Linked DNA regions of Sus scrofa: regions 1 and 2 are each linked to region 3. The links are chromatin contacts, called in public Hi-C and HiChIP or PLAC-seq maps. All regions are on one chromosome and are shown on one strand. The core of a region is the stretch at or near the end of the contact, and the rest is flanking DNA. Distances in the headings are between cores, read along the strand shown.

Evidence for each region. Hi-C and Micro-C count contacts between places; a contact is called where the count stands out from the background. HiChIP or PLAC-seq counts read pairs in DNA pulled down with a chosen protein or histone mark.
Region 1: an H3K27ac HiChIP or PLAC-seq map of skeletal muscle shows a contact between it and region 3, with 3 times the contacts expected there. The contact joins the promoter of LOC100737821 here to the promoter of EIF3M in region 3. A contact is called at or near these places in 2 of 47 Hi-C or Micro-C datasets (embryonic fibroblasts and skeletal muscle) and 2 of 2 datasets of contacts at active chromatin or transcription factors (alveolar macrophages and skeletal muscle).
Region 2: a Hi-C map of skeletal muscle shows a contact between it and region 3, with 2.6 times the contacts expected there. The contact joins the enhancer-like site here to the promoter of EIF3M in region 3. A contact is called at or near these places in 5 of 47 Hi-C or Micro-C datasets (brain, embryonic fibroblasts, epiblast stem cells and 1 more) and 1 of 2 datasets of contacts at active chromatin or transcription factors (alveolar macrophages).

What each region holds. Positions count from the first base shown.
Region 1 is chr2:28,495,335-28,498,475 of Sscrofa11.1, forward strand. It overlaps LOC100737821, which reads left to right and starts at 1,688. Exons shown (of 11, transcript XM_021083225.1): 1 at 1,688-2,114. LOC102162727 (a long non-coding RNA gene) reads right to left here. Exons shown (of 4, transcript XR_002341532.1): 1 at 2,135-3,141; 2 at 1-197.
Region 2 is chr2:28,516,288-28,519,405 of Sscrofa11.1, forward strand. The region is part of intron 1 of LOC100737821; the gene reads left to right. Among named protein-coding and RNA genes, the nearest start is that of WT1, 110 kb to the left of the region's middle. Within about 2 kb of position 1,629, at least 11 of the 83 cell types and tissues checked have an H3K27ac peak or open chromatin away from gene starts, as enhancers often do. A contact at or near this core is called in skeletal muscle, where this site is marked.
Region 3 is chr2:28,281,262-28,284,119 of Sscrofa11.1, forward strand. It overlaps EIF3M (eukaryotic translation initiation factor 3 subunit M), which reads right to left and starts at 1,551. Exons shown (of 11, transcript XM_005661051.3): 1 at 1,395-1,551. The coding sequence starts at 1,436.

The sequences.
Region 1 (3,141 bases), core at 438-2,937, 210 kb after region 3:
GATAATTTGGCCGGATATAGAGTTCCAGGTTGCATGTACTTTTCCCTTTTAATCTTGAAGGCACTGCTTCAGTATATATACCATTTAGGATCACGGACTCTGGAGCAGGACTGCTTGGTTCAAATCCCAGCTCTACCATTTATTACTGGTGTCATTTGGGCAAGTTACATAGCTCCTTTGTTCCTCAGATTTCCCACCTGTAAAAGAGAGATAATAGTAGTAACTATTTCTATAAGGTTGTTGTAAGGATGAACTGTAAAGCACTTAATATAGCACAACATAAAGTCAACCTGAACTACTCTAGTCTCTCTGCAGCTTCTAGTGCTGCTGTCAAGAAGTATGAAGCTGTTTTGATTTTTGATGCTTTCTAGGTCACTCATTTCTTTTTCTTTACAAGTTGCTTAAATCTGTTTGCACCAATATTTTGAAATTTCATAGTGATGTTCCTTTATGTAGGTCTATTTTCACCCATTCTGGGCACTCAGGAAGTCCTTTCAATCAGAAAACTTGTGTCCTTCTGTTTGGGGAAATACTATTGATTAATTAACTAATTAACATTATATTTAATGACAGCCTCTGCTCCATTTCTGGAACACCTATCATTTACTTGATGTGGTCTGTCCTTTATTTTTTACCTATAACTTTTATCAGTCATTTTTTTTTTCACATAACGTTCCAAGAGCTCTGCCTTTTTCTCATTTCCTTTTTTAAAAAAGCAACCCAGCTTGTTCTTGTTTCATAGATGTACATATTATTTTATCTGAAAATTTTAATGAAAAAAAACCCTCTGGTTTTCTTCTCCCTTAATAGCCTTGGTGTTTTGCTTGCTCTTACTACCTCTTTAACAGTAGAATCTTTCTTCTGACAGCCGGTGATTCTTGAAATTTGCAAAGTGGGGCCAAAAAAAAAAAAAAAGGGGGAAGAAAAGAAAAAAAAAGCGCTAACTGGAGCTTTTAATTGGAAGCTGTCTGTGTATAGATGGGGTTTGTCAACTCTGGGCTTCACCACAGAGAGTGATCTTATTGGATCTGATCAGGAGCATGTCATGTCAGTATTTTTTCTCTTTGGCCAGATTCACCAGAGAAGAATCTGACAATCTTCTCTCTGGAGGATGTATGTTAGTTAGGCTTCCAACCTGCTGGAAAAGAGGGCTTGGGCAGTATTTAAATTTTCATTTAATCCTCTTGTTTTTAATGCACTTAGCCTCTCCAGGGAATAAACTTCCCATCAAACAGGGCGCCAAGCCCAGAAGATGCGCTAGGATGACCCACTTTGGAGCGGCTTGTGCGGAGCCCAGTGTTGCCAAGGCGGACGTTAGCTTTCTAACCTTCTTGTCTGTCTGGCTGCCTGTTTCCTGAGGCCACTTAAAATTCATGGAACTCCCTTAGAAAGCAAGGCTGTCAGGCTGGAAGGCTACACAGACCCTGATAATGGGCTTTGAAAAAAATGTAAAATTTTTTACATTTAAAAAATGTAAAACAAACAAACAAAAAACACCCCACAAACCAACAAAAAACAAACAACAAAAAGGCCATAATGCTGTTTGGTCCATGGAATACAAAATGGCCAGTCAAAATTTGGGAGTGCATTTTTGTGGGGGGGGGGTCTCTGTTCATTTCTGCACCTCAACCTTTTGCGGCCTAACAATGCTCCTCCTTCTGAGGGCTGTCTTCTACTTTGAATACCCTAGAGTTTGACCAAAGCGCCAGCTGACCGAAACAAGTAGCCAACGCCCTAGCATAAGGCTGGGCCGGATTCGGGGTTCAGGCTGCGCGGTCAGGCTCTCGAGCTCTCGCACGAATTTTCTTGCGAGCTGCAAGTGGGGGCGCCGCCGTCGCGGCTGAGGGGCCCAACTGCCTTTTGCAGCGCCCTTCGGCCACCGGCTGCAGCCCTGCTTGGCTCCTACCCTTTAGGGTCAAGGGTCGCGGGCAGCGAAGCCCCAGGGGACCGGGCAGCCCCGCGTCCCCGGAAGCGCTGGCTCTCGGGCTCGGGCTGCCGCGTTCCTGGCCGGCGCGCTTGAGCGCTCTGCGGCTCAGGCCTCCCCGTCACTGGCGACCTGCCCCCGCCAGGCCCGCTCCGGTCCCTGGAGACGCGAGCGACACCGGCCGCCGAGGGTAAGCGCTGAGCGACCTACGTATGTTCTGGAAGCCGGCGCGGGGCCCGGGAAAGGTCGGGGTCTCGGGCGGCTCCTCTAAGCGCCCGAGGCGCAGGCCGCCGGGGTTTCAAGTTCAGGGCGCGGCGACTGCGCTGCTTCCCTTCCGCTCCTTCTCTTCCGCCCTACAGAGCGCGGTGGGTCTGGGGGCCTCTCAGCGCGCGGGGACAACGCCCCTGCGCGGCACCGGGCGGCCACGGCCCTGGTCCCCGGCTGTTTGCCGCTGCCGCCCCACCCCGCCTCACTTTCTGTCCTTGTCTACCCTGCCCGGGCCCAGCCCCGCCGCCTGCCCTTCTCAACAAGTGCAGCCCCGCTCGCCCGGCTGGGACCTGGCGCCTGCTTTCTCTTTGCTTAGTTCAAGAAGCCCCTCTAGAAAACACACCGGAGGGGGGAGCTTTGGGTCAAGAGAAGGCTTTTTTTTTTAATCTAAAAAGGCCTTCCTCCTGCGCACCTGGTTTTAATAAGAGCCTGGGGAGAAATATGGCCGGGGGCCTGAAGGATCCCCAAGAAATTCTGTCCAGGGAAAGAAGGGTGCACGTGGATTGTACGTGAGCAGACGCACTCACTGTACGTTTGTAAAGACCTCGTGCACTTTTCAACTTTAACTGTGGCTTAGAGAGGTTGTAGGTGGTGGTGATACTAGACGTGGGAAAGAAACGTCAGTTAAAAACACATTTATTAACGTTGAGGACAAGGAGATCGCACAGTTGTGCACAATGTAGTCTTTTCTTTCCAGCTTTAATAACAAAAAAGGAAAATCGAAACAACCCTGCCCCAGTCCTATACGCCCCACCTGCCTAGTCCATGTGCCCACGTATTTTTCTTTTACAGAGTTGCATTTAGAGGTACTCAGCATTCTTATTTCCAATCCTGGAACAAGGGAGGTGAATTACATCCCAGCAGAACGGAAGTCTTCATTAGTTCTGAGAAAAAGATCTTTCAGTACATGAGCTGGAAGTTAAAGATTGTATCATGCTTTCAACCTATGT
Region 2 (3,118 bases), core at 379-2,878, 240 kb after region 3:
GTGATTCCTGCTTTAACACACTAACTTTTCACTGTTCACGACATATCTGGAAAATGTCACATGTGAGGGTCAGTGCCCTGAGCCAGTTTGACTAGGTTCAAAGCAGAATCGGTCCCAGTCAGGTTGTGATGTGTAGGCAGAACCAGAAAAAGGGATTTGTGAGCCCACCACGATGAGTGGTTCTCACCTTGTACATGTGCCGGGCTGCTAACAGGCTTACTGCCCCTCCCCCGTGTAGTTTAATTAAAATAACATACTTTAATGATCTTGTAATCATTGGATTGTTTTCAGAAGCTATCAGGTTGCATGTAGAAAAGTCAGTGGAGCAGAAACAAGATCCACTGACCTCATCTCCCCAGCCATGGAGGAGGGACATTCAGCATTTGGCAGAGGAAGGATAAAAACAGATAGAATTTTTATTTCAATCATATCTTATAAGAACTTAGCTTTTTATGATAAACTCTGGCCAGTTCCCTTCTTACTATTCCTCCCCCTTGTAAAAAACTATTTTATGAAAAATCACTACCCATTTTGCTTGTGTCCCCGTGAGCTCTGTGTGTGTGTGTGCGTGCATGTATGTGTATGTGTTGAATATTCTGTCAGAGGGCTTAAATTCTAGTTATTTGTTCCCTTCCACAGTGTGAAATCACCGAGCACCTGCTCAGGCAGTCAGCAGTGTTTACAAATCGATAGGAACTCAGAATTTGAGAGTATCATACCTCTTATAAAAATAATGAATGTGGCCCAATTTTTTTAAAAAGTGAAGTATAGTTTATAATACAATATTACAAACGTGGCCCAGGTTGCCTTTCAGGGAGATGTAGCAGAGCATCAAGGGAAAGGGCCCTTTAGTCATATGAATTTTCTCTCTGACCGTGACTGTGTCACTTATCCTCTCTAAGCTTTATTTTTCTAAAATCTATAAAATGGGAATAAGAACAACACTGGGTGAGGATTAAATGAGGTGCATATAAAGCTCTTAGTACACAGTGCCCAATAAATATTAGTTATTATATTTGAGGATGGAAGATCCACTATAGGGGGTGAGCTTGTATGGATGAACTTGGACTGTAGAGTCAAAAAGGCCTGAATTTGAACTCCTAACTCCTACATGTTAGCTTAGGACAGCTCATAAAACCACCTGAACCTTTGTGTTCTTGTCTGTAAATTGAAGACTGCATCCCTCCACCCCAGGACTGTCGTGAGGCTTCTGTGAGATGCAGGACATACGAGCCTCGGCACATAGAACATAACACATGTGAGCCGATCTCCACCTCCCTGTCTCCTAAGGTCATGTGTACTGTCTCCAATAGGCATTTCAGCTTAGTTTTATTTGATATGAGTCAGATAAAGAAAAGGCCACCCTTAGAGTGACACCCCCCTAAGCTAAAAACAGCCATAATACTTCCTTTCAGACAGTCTCAAAAATCCTGGAGCCTTTGGTTCCGCAATTTAAAACATTAACACACCGAAACAAGTATTGCTGTTCCGTTAACATTCAGTGACTGCATATCTTGTTACACAACAATGGACTGAAAGTTCTCCTCCTCGTTGTCCTGCTGTAGAACAAAATCTCTGATTGGGAAGTGGTGCACAAGCGCCTTGGGGCACCCAGGGCTCCGGATGTTGGCAGTCTGGTTGGAGAGATGCCACGGCTGTGTACCTCTGCCTGCCTACTAGCACAGCTCCGGGCAGGATTTTTGCTTGAGTGCCCAAAAGGACTTTTTTTCTCTTGTACGTAAGAAATGTAGCAGAGAACCAGTGCTTTCTGGGGGAGGTAGTGGTGAGAGAAGAGGCTCAACGACACGGGAGTTCCGTGAAAGCTGCTTTCTGCTCTGCTCAGACGTGGGGCCCGTCTGCTCCACGGGCAGGTCCGTGAGAAACGGACCTGCCAGAACACCCGTCTTGGTGTGAGCAGTCTGTTTTCTGCTTTTACATATACAGACTTGATTTATAATCCCAGTCCGGGCAGCATCTGAGTCTAATTACCTGGGTATATGAAAGTTCAGGCGATCTCAACTAAGTTAGCAATTCAGGGATGCGCTTTACCAGAAGCAGATGGAAAAAATAAAACACTTTAGTTTATGACTATTTTTCTATTTGGGGGAAGGAGAAAGAACAAAAAGCGTTGCCAAATTGATCCTTGTCAAGCACTAATTAAATATTATTCATGATTAATTCTGATGTTGATGTATTCAGCGTTTTAGCGGTGTCATAAATATCTGAAAGAATGAAATAACTCACTTTGTGTAGCTCTAATAAATCATGCATACCTCAGTCCCCACGTGGCCTCCTGAGCCAGCCCCTTATTATTATTTTTTAAGATACATACACTTATTAGTGACTTTTATGGTATGTTATTAGAGACGTGAGGAAATAATTTCCTAATTGGGCCCTCTGCTGTAGCATTTAATTAAAAACAAATATTTGTTAAATTACAGAGTGAATAATTTCTTTTATTTAGAGATAGATGCTGAAATGTTTATTGATGAAATGATATGATACCTGAGATCTGATTTGAAAAAAATCCAGGTTGTTTGGAAGAGGGGCGAATATAAATGAAACAAGAGTAGCCATACATGGATAACTCTTTTTTTTTTTTTTTTTGTCTTTTCTAGGGCCGCACCCGCGGCATATGGAGCTTCCCAGGCTAGGGGTCTAATCAGAACTGTAGCCACTGGCCTACACCAGAACCACAGCAACACCAGATCCGAGCTGCATCTGCGACCCACACCATAGCTCACGGCAACGCCGGATCCTTAACCCACTGGGTGAGGCCAGGAATCAAACCCACAACCTCATTGTTCCTAGTCGGATTCATCAACCACTGTGCCACGATGGGAACTCCAGATAATTCTTGAAGTATAGTGATGCATCCATGCAAGTTTACTATAATAGCTGCTATTTTTGTAATTTTCTATAATAAGAAATCTCCATGATATTTCCTTGGGAAGGGGCTCAAGTTTATTCCTCAAGACAAATGATTGTAGTCAGTTTTCTTGGTAAGCGTATATTCTTTGGTTATAAACCATGGGTCAGAAAATGTTGTAAATCTAGTTTGGGGTTGAAAACCAATAATGCAGGTGATGATGCCAATACCAGTAGTAGCTTTTACTTA
Region 3 (2,858 bases), core at 301-2,800:
AATACAATATGGTCTCCTCCGAAAGGCATTTGTTTGGTTTCTGCTTTGTGCACACAAAGCCAACTATGCAATCAATAGTTTATTGTTTTCATCTGTCACCCTTACTGTCTACAGGTGGTTGTGGAGTGGTAAAAGCAAAGGAAAGGATTTGCAACTCCACTTCACACCTGTAATCAGAAAATCCGACCAAAGTTAAAACTCCTGAAGCAGTCACGTATATACTAAAGGAATGGCCAATGTGAAACAAGAACAGTAGAAATGACACTTTAAAATATAATCAATGACAAGAACTTACTGCATCTAAAAACCCTTTCCTATGTTTAAAAACAAACAAAAAAAATAAGTACTTTTCAGTAACCTAATAACCATTTGTTGACAACAGATTCCATTCCTAATCAGGTATTTTTTTTTTCCCCTTGTCTTCCACATCTTCCTTTCTAATTGTGCTCAACTCCTTCCCTTTCTTGTTTTTCTTTCTTTTTCCTTTCTCCTTATTGTGCTCTTCAGGGCTGTGGGTCTGCGTTTCTACCAAAGGAGAAAACAAACAAAAACCCCACATCTGCAATTATAAAAGTTCCATTAGACTAGGAATGTTTTATTCTACAGGAACCAAAATTTCCGTGTTAGCGGAGTAAGAAAAAAAATACAAAATCACAACACTCAAGACCTCACAGAATATAGTTTTCAGTTCTGCAAAATTAGGGAAGATCTTTACAAGTTTAACTTTTGCTACGGAGAGAAACGAGAAGCATTAACCATAAACGCCAAAGAGCAAAACCCAAAAAGAAAATTTTTGAATATTAGCGCTGTTCACCAGGTGCATGCCTCAAAGTATGACGTTATGGTTTCCGGTTACAGAACTCTCACTCCTGCCCTTCAAATAAGGATATGAAACAGTCTACGTACAAAATAGGGGTCACCTGTGCCTCTGCGATCACATAACCATTTTGATTTTCAAATCGAAGTTATTTTTCCTTGTACTGCTAACGCCACCTAAAGATTCGCCACCTCCCACTCAGGGTGTGGCTATTAATTAGGGGACGGAAGCAGATACCCTTTGCAATGAGTCAAAAGTACTGCGTCGATAGAAGTTAACTCCAGGCTCTAAGAGTTCCGACACGAACTAGGAAGTTGGCCGTCGAGCTGCGGCTTACTCCTGGGCCCGCCGGCCCGCAAGCTTAGTGCAACTCCAAGCCAGAAACGCACGCCCCTGCCTCGCGGCCTCCCCAGTCTGGCGTGTGGAGGCCTTGAACGGCAGCTCTCGGCTCCCCGGCTGGCTCCGTAAGGCAGCTTCCCGCCGGCACAGCCCTGGCTCGCTCAGGACGTGGCCCCTCACACCGCTGAACACCACCCTTGGACCCCGCCCTGGCGTCAGCCGCGGCCCAGGGGCATACCTGATCTTCCTCGCTGATGTCGATGAACGCCGGGACGCTCATGGTGAAGACCGGGGCACCGCAAACGAGCACCTCCCAAACCACGCCGACCGGAAAAGAGAGCTGGGCTGCGCGGCGGCGCCTCCAACTGCTTCCGGGTCACCTTGCGCGAGTCTTGCGGGACAGGGGTAACCGGGTCGGGCGGAGCCACCGAGGCCAATCCCAGCGCGCGCTCTGGTTGGGGGCGGAGCGGGGCGGGGCGGAAGCGCCCTAAGCCGCCACTCCTGCGCCGCGTCTCGGCGCCTCTAGCTGCTGTGACTGTGTTCCCCCCTGTCCTATCTGTTACTGATCCGCTTGTCTCACTGAACTCACCTCGCACCTGAAGTTTTAAGCCAATTTTTTTTTAAGCTTATAATTTGACTCACTTTTAAGCCTTTAGCAGGCAGTACTCTCTGGCCAGGGAATAACAGCAATGTTCAAAGCTCCTTGACTTGCCTTTTACGATCCAGTGGGGTAAACAACACAGACAGCAAACAACACAGTAATTAGAAAAGGAGTCCTGAATGGCATCCTGTTTTACAGTAGGGACCCCCAGATTCGAATTCTTTGGAGTAGAATCCCTGCTGCACCACTTGATGGTTAACCGCTGCGTTTCGGCTTCCTCTTGAAAAAATAAGATCAAGTAATGTATAAAGCAATTAAAATACGGGGAACTCTGAATGTATTAACTGTTATGACATAGTTATGTAGCATGTTAAGCACAATTAAGATAAAAGTAAAGAACAAGGGTGGTGTATGAGCGTGTGTGCATGCCTTTTTAGACAGAGTGATCAAAGAAAGTGGCTCATGATATTGAGAACTGACCGAAATGAGGAAAGTACCAATGAAGAAATCTGCAGAAAAGCTTTTCCTGCAAAAGACAGCAAGGAAAGGATTTGAGGCAAGTGGCAAGGAGGCCTGTGGGCTGCATTTGAGTAAGAGAAGAGGAAAGGAAAAGGAGATGAGATAGGCATGGCCAGATCAAATTTTATAGGCCCTAATAAAGTTTATTTATTTATTTTGTCTTTTTAGGGCTGCACCCAAGACATATGGAGGTTCCCAAGCTAGAGGTCAATCGAAACTGTAGCTGCTGATCCACAGTGACAGCAATGCTGAATCCTTAACCCACTAAGCAAGGCCAGGGATTGAACCTGCGTCCTCATGGATGCTAATCAGATTTGTTTCCACTGAGTGTTTCCACTGAGCCACAACAGCAACTCCCCTAATAAGAGATTTAATTTTGACTTTTCTATGCCTGTAAAAGGTTTTGAGCAGAGGAGTGAGGAGGTCAAATTAACTTTTTTAGTAAAGGATCACTCTGACAGATGTGTTACAAAACATAAGTTGGGCAAGGGCCCAAGTAGAGAAACTAGTTAGAAAACTATTACAAAGATAAGAGCAAGAGAAGATGGTAGAATGGTAGTGAGAAATTAATTGAATTCTGGA